Linked DNA regions of Mus musculus: all the other regions are linked to region 3. A link is a contact called in public HiChIP or PLAC-seq and Micro-C data. All regions are on one chromosome and are shown on one strand. Each heading gives the region's core, a stretch centred on a gene start, on an enhancer-like site or on the middle of the called end of the contact. The rest is flanking DNA. Distances are from core to core; before and after follow the strand shown.

Region 1 (2,837 bases), core at 90-2,589, 240 kb after region 3:
TGTCTAGAGTCCTGCCTGCATAGTTCTCAACCAAATTTGCTCTTGGGGGTATTTTGCAATGTCAGGGGACATTTTCAGTTGTCACAATTGGTGGGATTGGGTGGCCGTGGGGGTGTCACTATTTGTCTAGTAGTACAAGCCAGGGATTCAGCTACACACCCTGCATAAGATAAGCAGGCACAGTAAACAAGATTAGGTCCAACATGTTAATAGTCTGGAGTTGGGAAGTTCTGTCTCAGGTGGTTCATTAGCTCAGAGAATGCACAGATTGCCTGCCTCGCTTTTGCTTTGTGTCACCTGGTCCACAAGTGGTCACAATTCAGCTGTCTTCATTATTCACAAGGCTAAATATAGCATCCAAAGCTACCCTCGGAGTCGTACAGACACTGCTCTTGTAAGCCAACAAACCCCTCTAGCCTCTTCTCAGAAGTGCCTTCCTCACTCCAAATGTTTCCCAACAACCTCCCTGCCAGCATGGCCGCCAGCCACAGCACAACTGGATGTCTGTCATGATCACTAGTCCAAATCCTCCGGCAAGAAGGTTGGCCTGACACACCCCAGCTCCAGAGTCCCGTTCCACAGACACCAAGTCCAAGTGAGCCTAAATCAATTTTCTACAGTGCTGCAAGCCCAACCCAGATTGGATGTCTGCACACAGCCTCTGCCCCTTCAGGCTGCCTAGCCAATGAAGGGTCCCAGAACCCAGACCCGCCCCTACAGCGTTCTCCCTCTGTCCCCTCACACTCTGAAGGTGGCTTGGTTGAGTTATGTGACAGCTTCTGTGCAAGAGAGTGCAGGAGCTGTCAAAACTGGTAGTGTGGCCATCAGTGTCTGGGAAAAACAAGAGGACGGACCAAAAAGAAACGAAGAAAAAGGAACAAGGAAGGGACTTCTTCCCAGACTTCACCCCAGCCGTGAAACCCAACAGCTGGCTCGGGCTTAGAAGTTGTAGTTCTGACACAAACTGCAGCCAGAGCACACAGTTCGAGGGTCTGAGAGTTCAGAACATTATTGGGAGAAAGGCAGCCACGTGCGTGGACGACGCAGAGGCCACAAGCAACCCTCTGCTCGCTGAGCCAGACCCGGGTCGGGAAAGGGCTGCACCGTACGCAGGCCGCACTGTCACTTGAAAGTATAAGAAGGGACCCCGGGGTGCTGAGGTTAGCAGCGGGCCGGCAGGCGACAGCCTTACCGGGCTGCAGGAAGGTAGCTCCTCCGTCCGCAACGCAACGCCTCCGCGCGCTCGCCCCGCTGCGAGCGCTCCGCACACTCTCCGCTTCTGTTTACCTTCTAGCCCGGGTGCGCACGCCGCGCTCCGCTTGCCCCGCCTCCGAGCCCTCCCATTGGCTGAGCCGCTGTTTGTTAGCTGCCCCGATGCCACAGGACGCAGTGGGAGCGTGCTTACCGCGTGCGCAGCTCACAGCCAATAGGGACTGAGGGTGGAATAAAAGCAACCAATGAGAGGCCGCCCTTGAAGGCCGCGGTCCCTAATCTGCCTGTTAGCTGTCTTTTCTCCCGGGCAGGGAAAAAAGCCTGCAGTTGTTCTGCGCCTGCGTTCTGAAGATTGACAAGCGTTCACCTGGCAGCCACGTGAGGGTCGCCTGGGTACCGACGCTAGCTCAGCTTCCTAGGGGTCGGGCCGGGAAGACCTCAGAAGTTTTGATGGGACCACAGAGGAACCCCCCAGGCCCCCGCCCCAGGACCTAGACTAGGCCCGGGTTGGTTTTTTGGTTTGGTTTGGTTTGGTTTGGTTTTTTGCCATGTGATGAGGCTTCTGCCTGGGTTCCTCCAAAAGCACTTGGCCTAGGGAAGTGTTATGGCGCTGACACCAAAGTTCTATACCCTTCAGCTCTGTATTTAGACTAATTGTGCTTGCTTATTATGAGCGCCAATAAAAAAACAATCCTTTTCCAAGGTGAAAAACAGCCCTGAGGAGTGCACTCAACACACACAACATTGACCCACAACATCCCTAAGGGACTGCTGACCCAGAAAAGATAGGGTTGCGACAGGTCCATGCCACCTTTGTACCAAATGGGAGAAAATACCTAGCCTTGGGGCCTTTCCAAGATGCTTCCGTGCCAGCTCAGCCCTTTCGCCCAGCAATGCTAGGCCAGCTTCCCTCTAACGAACCTAAGACAATCGCTCGCTTCTCCCATGGTTTATTTTCCGTTTTTCGACAGATTGATATGATTTGGACCATGTTTCAAACAAAACAAAACAAAAACTCTGAAAGTATTCTCTATGCTTACTGTCTCCACTTCTTTTTCCATCCTTCTCCACAAAATCAATCTAATAAGGCTTCGATAGTTCGGATCTTGAATATTTTTTCCTCAAAGACCACTTTGGTCCCAAAGGGAAGTAGGCATAGGGAGGCTGTCAAACATTTAGGAAGTATGGCCTGATGAAAGAAAGTCACATCACTGAGGTTGTGACTTTATAGGGAATATTAGGACCTGGGAGCCTTCTCTGCTCCCATGAGAAGCCAACAGCTACCATGAGGTGAGCAGCTCTGCCCACTACACCATCCTACCATGACTTGCTGCTTCATGAGAGACCCCAAAGTCACAGCCCAATGGACCAAGGCCTAAATAAATCTTTCCTATTTCTAAGTTGGTTATCTTGAGTATTTTGCTGCATTATAGAAAGCTAAGGCTTTTCTGTTTAAAATACAGGCTTTAAGCATGCAGATTGCTAGTCTGATCAAAACTGAGATGGGCTCTGCCATTATTTCTTGAGTCTCTCTGCCCAGGCTTATTTCTCCAAGACTCCCACTGTCTGTACTCCTATCCTTGGTGTTAGTCCCTGGGGTTGACGCTCTATTCATTTTCCTTCTT
Region 2 (3,216 bases), core at 497-2,996, 180 kb after region 3:
TCCCCTAGTAAAAAGTGGTTATTTAAAATAAAATAGAAAAAAAGCCTTTGTCTAACATAGCACCACGCGTGCAATTAGTGCCAGTGAATTTTTTTGTTGTTAAAATGAAATTTTATCTAAATTGTCTCCTTTTTTTTTTTCCTCCAAAAGTCTGTGGGTTCTCATGTCATATAACTTGTGTGAACAAAGCCCCGACGGTTTGCCCAGTTCCTCCTGAGCAAACTAAAGGTCCACTGGGCATAGACCCCCAGAAGGGAGTTGGGACGGCGTATGAGGGTCATGTCAGGGTAAGTACCTTGTTTGTCACTTAATAAACATAGTGCTTAAGAGAAAAGTTAATTACTCGAACTCATTTAAATAATATTTTAACTAGAGTCATGATTACATGCAAATGAACTCTAGAATATCACAAACTGTTCTGTCTTTCTGTATCTCGAGATTTGCAAATGTTGCAGTCATCATAAAGGAGTCTTGGGGCTCTGGTCTTACCTAAGAGGGAGGGTTAAGTTAGGAACTATGACGATGTTGGTTTGCTAGCCAGAGTAACACGCACAGTGTGACCTGAGTGTCAGGTTCATCTTATAACCATGTCTGCTTGTTACGCTTTTCTCTAAAAGCCATGAGTGACCTGCATTTAGTGAGTTGTCAGTTCAGAGCCCTCAGAAGCTGCTGGGAACTACAGTGTTCCCACTTTCCCCTCACTGTTGGCCCCTTGTCACTCTTGCAGTCTTAGCAGCGAGAGAGCAGGCCCAGGATAGGCGGGCGCGCACAGACTTCAGGTGCCACCTGCAGCTCACCATAATTCTCATTTGAGTTTTGTCTGTTTGTTTGTCTGACTGAAACTGAACCAAGATCCCTAAGCCGGCGGGAGTGAAGAAAGGGTGGCAGAGAGCACTGGCTGTGGTCTGCGACTTCAAACTGTTTCTTTATGATATCGCAGAGGGAAAAGCATCGCAGCCCACCTCCGTCATTAGTCAAGTGATTGACATGAGGTAAGGGCGAGGAATAAAGACAGATCTGTCACAGCAGCGTAGATCAAGGTTTATGGTCTTTCTTCTAGGTTACTATGTTTTGGTAAAATAATTTTGTGTCAGTTTTCAGGTTTAGCCCTACAGCTACATACTAGAAAGTTAAGGGTGGTTCTAGGGCAAGTTGGTTTGTGTCTTGAGTATGTGGAGTCAAAGTTGACATCTAAAAGACCAGTTATGTAGTAAAAGAGTCCTAATTATGCGCTGTTCAAGTCATCGTCTGAAACTGCAAAGTGACTGAGTGTAAGTGAAGGGGTAACTCTCCCACGGCCCCTGGACAACGCACTAAAGCAGCCAACACCTGAGAGTCTGTCTCCCTAGCACCACTGTCCAGACTCTTCGTGTGCCCTCAACACCTCCCTCCTTTCCTAGAACCTCGGGCATTGTCCTGGGGGTGGTTATTTTCTCCCACAGCTTCAGGCATTGCTTCTGAATGGTGGGTCCCACTTGTCTCCTATTCAGGCACAGCCATTGCTAAAAATGCACATTCCCCCTATGCCTAGTATCTGAAGCACAGTGAAATACACAGGGAATATCAGCAAGGGCGATGTGGCAGACCTGAAAAGTGAGGAGCTAGCGCTAGCAAAGGGCCATTCCTCAGCCCACATGGTCACGGATAGCCTGGACAACAGCAAGACTGTCTGTTACAAGGAATGCAAGACGGAGTCAAGACTTAAAGGCAGAGGGAGTAGGGGACTCATGACTCATCGCAGGAGCAAGGAGTAAGCCACTCCTCACAGTCAGGGGAGCAGACACAGCACACATGAGACTCATTATGGCAGGCAGGAGAGTCATTAGGAATTCTGGAGGCTAACAAAAGCTGCTTCTGGCTGTGTGCTTCCTGGTCTTGTGTACCTTTGTGGGTCACTGTTATGTCTGGTGTAATGCACCACTGCCAGGTCACTCCTGATGAATTACCTTGAGTACTGTTAGTCATTATGTAGGGGAGTCTTGTACTTTGTTTTTTTGTTGTTGTTGTTTTGCTTTAAATTGAGCTTGGGTGTTTATACAGTTAAGCTTTGAGGATTGCTTTGTATATGTTATTTGGGTATATAAGCAAAACCATACACACACAGCAACATGTAACAACCTTAAATGTTTAACTTTTATTTCAGAGATGAAGAATTTTCTGTGAGTTCAGTCTTAGCTTCTGATGTTATTCACGCAAGTCGAAAAGATATCCCCTGTATATTCAGGGTAAGTCTATGAGTCGAAAAGATATCCCCTGTATATTCAGGGTAAGTCTGTGGATGACTGAGCACATACAGGCTTTGGGTTTGTGCACATTTGTTTGTGTGCACACATGTTTGTGTGCACATGCATGTGAAGGGTAGACGGTGACATCAGCTATCTTCCTTGACTGCTCTCCACATTGTTTACTGAGATGGAGTCTCACTGAACCTGCTGCTAGCAGCTGTAGCTAGTTTAGCTCGCCAGTTTGCCCCAGCCATTCCTGGCTCTACCTCTGGAGCTCTGGGGCAACAGACAAACCCACCTAGCTCTTACCTGGGTTCTGGGGATCCAAACTCTGACCCTCAGGTTTGTGTAGCATGTGCTTTATCCACTGAGCCAACTCTCCAGCACCTAATTACTTGTTTTTAATGAATATATTTTGCTACTCTGTATAAATCATAAAGTTACTGGAACAACACCTAGACCTAGTACTCATTTATGTATCCGTACCATCCATGGATGCAAAATTGTGCTAAGACTTGTAGAATACATCAGTGTTTCTAAAGTATTCTTCATGTTCTATAATGTTTTTGAGTCCCAGTTAACCTCTAAATAAATATTATCTCATGCAGTTCTTCAAATTAAAAAAAAAAAGTTGCTCTCTATAAAACTCTCATTGTAAAAATTGTGATTCAGTTGTCTACTTCTTTATAACAAATATTCCAAAATGTGAATAGTGCTCGTCTGTCTCTGTTGTGTATGAATCTTACATCCAAGGAAGGTCAGAGATTAAACCTAGTCTCTCACTTTCCAGGCCAGCAGCTGTTTATTCTCCCCTAGCTATCTAGGGAGCCTATAAAGGTTCACTTACCTGTAACTAATTTGCAGTAGAATTGTATTGTCACTGATGTTTAAAGCATATGTAAGTATGTAAAGGGTGTCTATACATTTATGTAGCGTGTATATTATATACATAATAAATAATAGCTTAAAAGTGCTCTGATTGATTTGTAAA
Region 3 (3,049 bases), core at 247-2,746:
AGAATAACAGGCATGATCTAGGATATTTCTGGAGGAAAACATGCCAGGCTTCACATTGGGGGAAACTTTGGGAAACAGAAACGGGAATCCCTCTCCTTTGAGATCCCGCATGCACGACAGGGATGGTGAAGCAGACCAGTCTCTTATTATTTTTCCATCCTGGGGGAGTGACACAAACGCTGTGGATTAGGAACACCGGAAATTAGGAGTCTGGGGCGTGGGAAAGCCGAATGGGGGCAGGGTGGGCAGGTAAACAGCGTCTGGAGCGGCTGTCTTGTCTTAGAGCGGTTGGAAGCCGAGGGTACCCTTGCGGGACCGACGGCATCTCCGCAGAAGTGGAGGAAGAAGGCCGGCTGGGGGGTGGTCACCGCGGGGACCCCGGGCGGCGGCGAGGCACCGTGGCGCAGTTCCCAGCCCGTGCCTCACCGAGCCAACCCGTTCCACACCCGAGTCGCCCCGGGGGACCCCGCTTCCCTGGCTGCGGCAGCCGCAGCGCCGCGGGCCGAGGCGATCCCCCTCCCCCGGGGCTCGGGCTCGGCTGGGCCGCAGCGCGCCGCTTCCAGCGGGGTCGGGGGGCGGGGCGCGCCGCCATTTTGGATCCGGACGGTCCGCGAGCCTCCGCCTGCGCGCCGCGGCGCCGGGAGCGGCCTCGGGGAGCCTAGGGCGCGGGCGCGGGCGGCGCGGGCGCGAGCGGCGCGGGCGGGAGGGCGGGCGGGGGAGGCGGGCAGAGGAGGAAGGGAGTGGTTGGGAGCCGGGCTGCGGCAGCCTCAGGTCTCCTCAGCGGCGGCAGCGCCCCCTCCTCCCGCGCCTCAGCCGCCTGCGTCCGTCGGGAAAGATGCCCTCAGCCCAAGGCTGGGAAGAAGGGACTCGAGTCGCCGCCCGAACCGCGGCTGCCGCCCGCGTCCTCTGAATTCGTCAGCGCAGCCCCTCGCCGAGGGGCGGCGGCGGCGGCGGCCGCAGGGCGCGAGCGGGAGCCCGGGCGCTGCGCCCGGCGGCACGGCGCGGCCCGCCAGCGGCCTCCGGCATGGAGCGGGCTCGCGCGGCCAAGTAGCCGCCGCCCCCGGAGCCCGGCGCGAGAGCCGCCCGCAGCCCGCCTCATCCCGGCTGCGCCGCCGGCCAGGCCCCGGGAGAAGCCGGGAGGAAGATGACGCGTCCTCGCCGCAGTCCGCTGGAAGCAAGACTCGCTGCAAAGCCCTAGGAAGAAAGAGCTCGGAGCGGAGGCTCGGCGTGCTCCGAGCCGAGCCGGGAGAACTGCTCCGGCAGCTGCCCTCCCTTTGCCGCGGAGGACTCGCCCAGGCGCTATCCGAGTGGAGGTTGGGAGCATTTGCAGAATTTTTGGCTTTCCCTCCCCCTCCATACGTTGCCCCCTCCTCCTTTTTCAATTTTTCTTCTTCCCGGGAAGTGAATTGCTGATGCCAAGGGGACTTTATTCATTAATGATGCAACTGGATTCGTTTCAGGATTATGTTGCACGAATTGAATTTTGAATGAAGGAGTTTTTTTTTTTTTTTTTAAGGAGTGTTGACTCTTTAGTTCGTTGTACTTTTAATTATTATTTTATTTAAATGTACAATTTAATTGTATTATTCTCTTAAAATATTAAATCTATATTTTATGGAAACTCACCCTCAAGATATATATGTTTATGGGTGAAATTGGAGACGCTTCCGTTAAGTGAGGTGACTGGTGTATTGGATGTTTAATTCAGCACCGGCATTGCATGACAGTTGTTGAAATAACAAGTGGTTTATTTTTAAAAACCACATCTTTAAACTTTTAGGTTCAGATAGTAACAGTAGACATCGTAAGGGCATTTAAAAGAAAACCAGCAGAAATCGAAGCAAACATGTCCGGAGAAGTGCGTTTGAGGCAGTTGGAGCAGTTTATTTTAGATGGGCCAGCTCAGACCAATGGGCAGTGCTTCAGTGTGGAGACGCTACTGGACATCCTCATCTGTCTTTACGATGAATGCAATAATTCTCCATTGAGAAGAGAGAAGAACATTCTTGAATATCTAGAATGGGGTAAGTTTTCTTCTAATGCGTTGCTGGGCGTGAGCATTATTAACTATAGTGAAAATGATGTGTATAGCCTTAACAACAGAACAAACGCCTATTAGTCAAGACTTCTCTCTCCTAGTTTTTCTTAACTGTTTGCCAGGGCAAAGCGGTGCCACTTAGTTGTTGCCTGGTTGTTTGGCCTTGCTGTTTGTGAACTCACTGCGTCTGGGGGGGGGGGGGGGCGGGCAGCAGCAGGAGCTTCAGAAGGAAGGCTGGGATTGGCAGAATTGGATTATTGAGCACAGTTGTCACAACCGTTCAGTGGGAGGGTATTTGTTGGTTGGAACATTCCTTCCCAGTCTTTGAAAATCACAGGAGATTTGAGGAGATGCTGAAGTCCCTGTGTTAATTTTAGGACAACAGGAATGTGGAGGTGGTGATCAGGGGGTTTAGTCTCATCTCTGGATAGCACTGGCAAAGGAAAGTACTAAACATGGACTTTCCAAAAATCACTAGGTTCCTGAGAAATAATAGAAATTATGTGTATGTGTGTGTGTAAAAAGATGTAGTTGGAGGATGTTTGGAGGCAGCTCCACCTGCCTTAGATTTTATTCTAAATTGAATTTGTGTCTATACTGGCTAGATGTGACCCAGGTGACCTATAGTAGTGGACTAGATCAGTGATGCGGGCAAACTCTGCATGTGACCTTCAAGGCTTGTCTGAACTCCAGGAGCCTCTGATGTCACTCACTCGTGTGAGGGAAGTCTGACATCCAGCAGTGGCCATCACTGCCCAGGCTGGTAGAGAGTGGTACCATAGCTCTGGAAGGATTTAGGCCATTTAGAATTTTGAGCTGTTGAAATACTTTTAGCTAGCTAAATGATTTTTATATCGACGATCTTTATTCCCAAGTAAACCTTAATTTTTCTGAAGTAAAAAATTTAAGTGGCCGTTGTTGTTTCTGTTTTCAAATTCATTCAAAATTTGTTTCTCAAGTCAACTCCCACTTTAAGAATGCTAACATGAAGCAATTTGAATTCTCCAGTTT

Evidence for each region. A called contact is a pair of places that touch in the nucleus more often than the background predicts. HiChIP or PLAC-seq counts read pairs in DNA pulled down with a chosen protein or histone mark.
Region 1: a Micro-C map of embryonic stem cells shows a contact between it and region 3, with 2.2 times the contacts expected there. The contact joins the promoter of Coq8a here to the promoter of Cdc42bpa in region 3. A contact is called at or near these places in 8 of 39 promoter capture datasets (3T3-L1-derived adipocytes, cranial neural crest, embryonic stem cells and 5 more), 2 of 484 Hi-C or Micro-C datasets (both in embryonic stem cells), 2 of 115 datasets of contacts at active chromatin or transcription factors (astrocytes and stem cell-derived neural progenitor cells) and 3 of 9 other capture datasets (adipose tissue, embryonic stem cells and pancreatic islet).
Region 2: an H3K4me3 HiChIP or PLAC-seq map of embryonic limb bud shows a contact between it and region 3, with 2.2 times the contacts expected there. The contact joins the enhancer-like site here to the promoter of Cdc42bpa in region 3. A contact is called at or near these places in 12 of 39 promoter capture datasets (the 3T3-L1 cell line, 3T3-L1-derived adipocytes, the HPC-7 cell line and 6 more), 5 of 484 Hi-C or Micro-C datasets (cerebral cortex, cortical neurons, embryonic fibroblasts and 2 more), 10 of 115 datasets of contacts at active chromatin or transcription factors (astrocytes, embryonic forebrain, embryonic limb bud and 6 more) and 3 of 9 other capture datasets (adipose tissue, liver and pancreatic islet).

Annotation. Positions count from the first base shown.
Region 1 is chr1:180,194,681-180,197,517 of GRCm38.p6, forward strand. It overlaps Coq8a (coenzyme Q8A), which reads right to left and starts at 1,340. Exons shown (of 15, transcript NM_023341.3): 1 at 1,193-1,340.
Region 2 is chr1:180,137,580-180,140,795 of GRCm38.p6, forward strand. It overlaps Cdc42bpa (CDC42 binding protein kinase alpha), which reads left to right. Exons shown (of 37, transcript NM_001359541.1): 24 at 151-287; 25 at 853-992; 26 at 2,144-2,225. Among named protein-coding and RNA genes, the nearest start is that of Gm38331, 9.1 kb to the right of the region's middle. Within about 2 kb of position 1,747, at least 33 of the 459 cell types and tissues checked have an H3K27ac peak or open chromatin away from gene starts, as enhancers often do. A contact at or near this core is called in embryonic limb bud, pancreatic cancer cells and second pharyngeal arch cranial neural crest, where this site is marked.
Region 3 is chr1:179,959,264-179,962,312 of GRCm38.p6, forward strand. Cdc42bpa (CDC42 binding protein kinase alpha) reads left to right here and starts at 1,497. Exons shown (of 37, transcript NM_001359541.1): 1 at 1,497-2,024. The coding sequence starts at 1,847.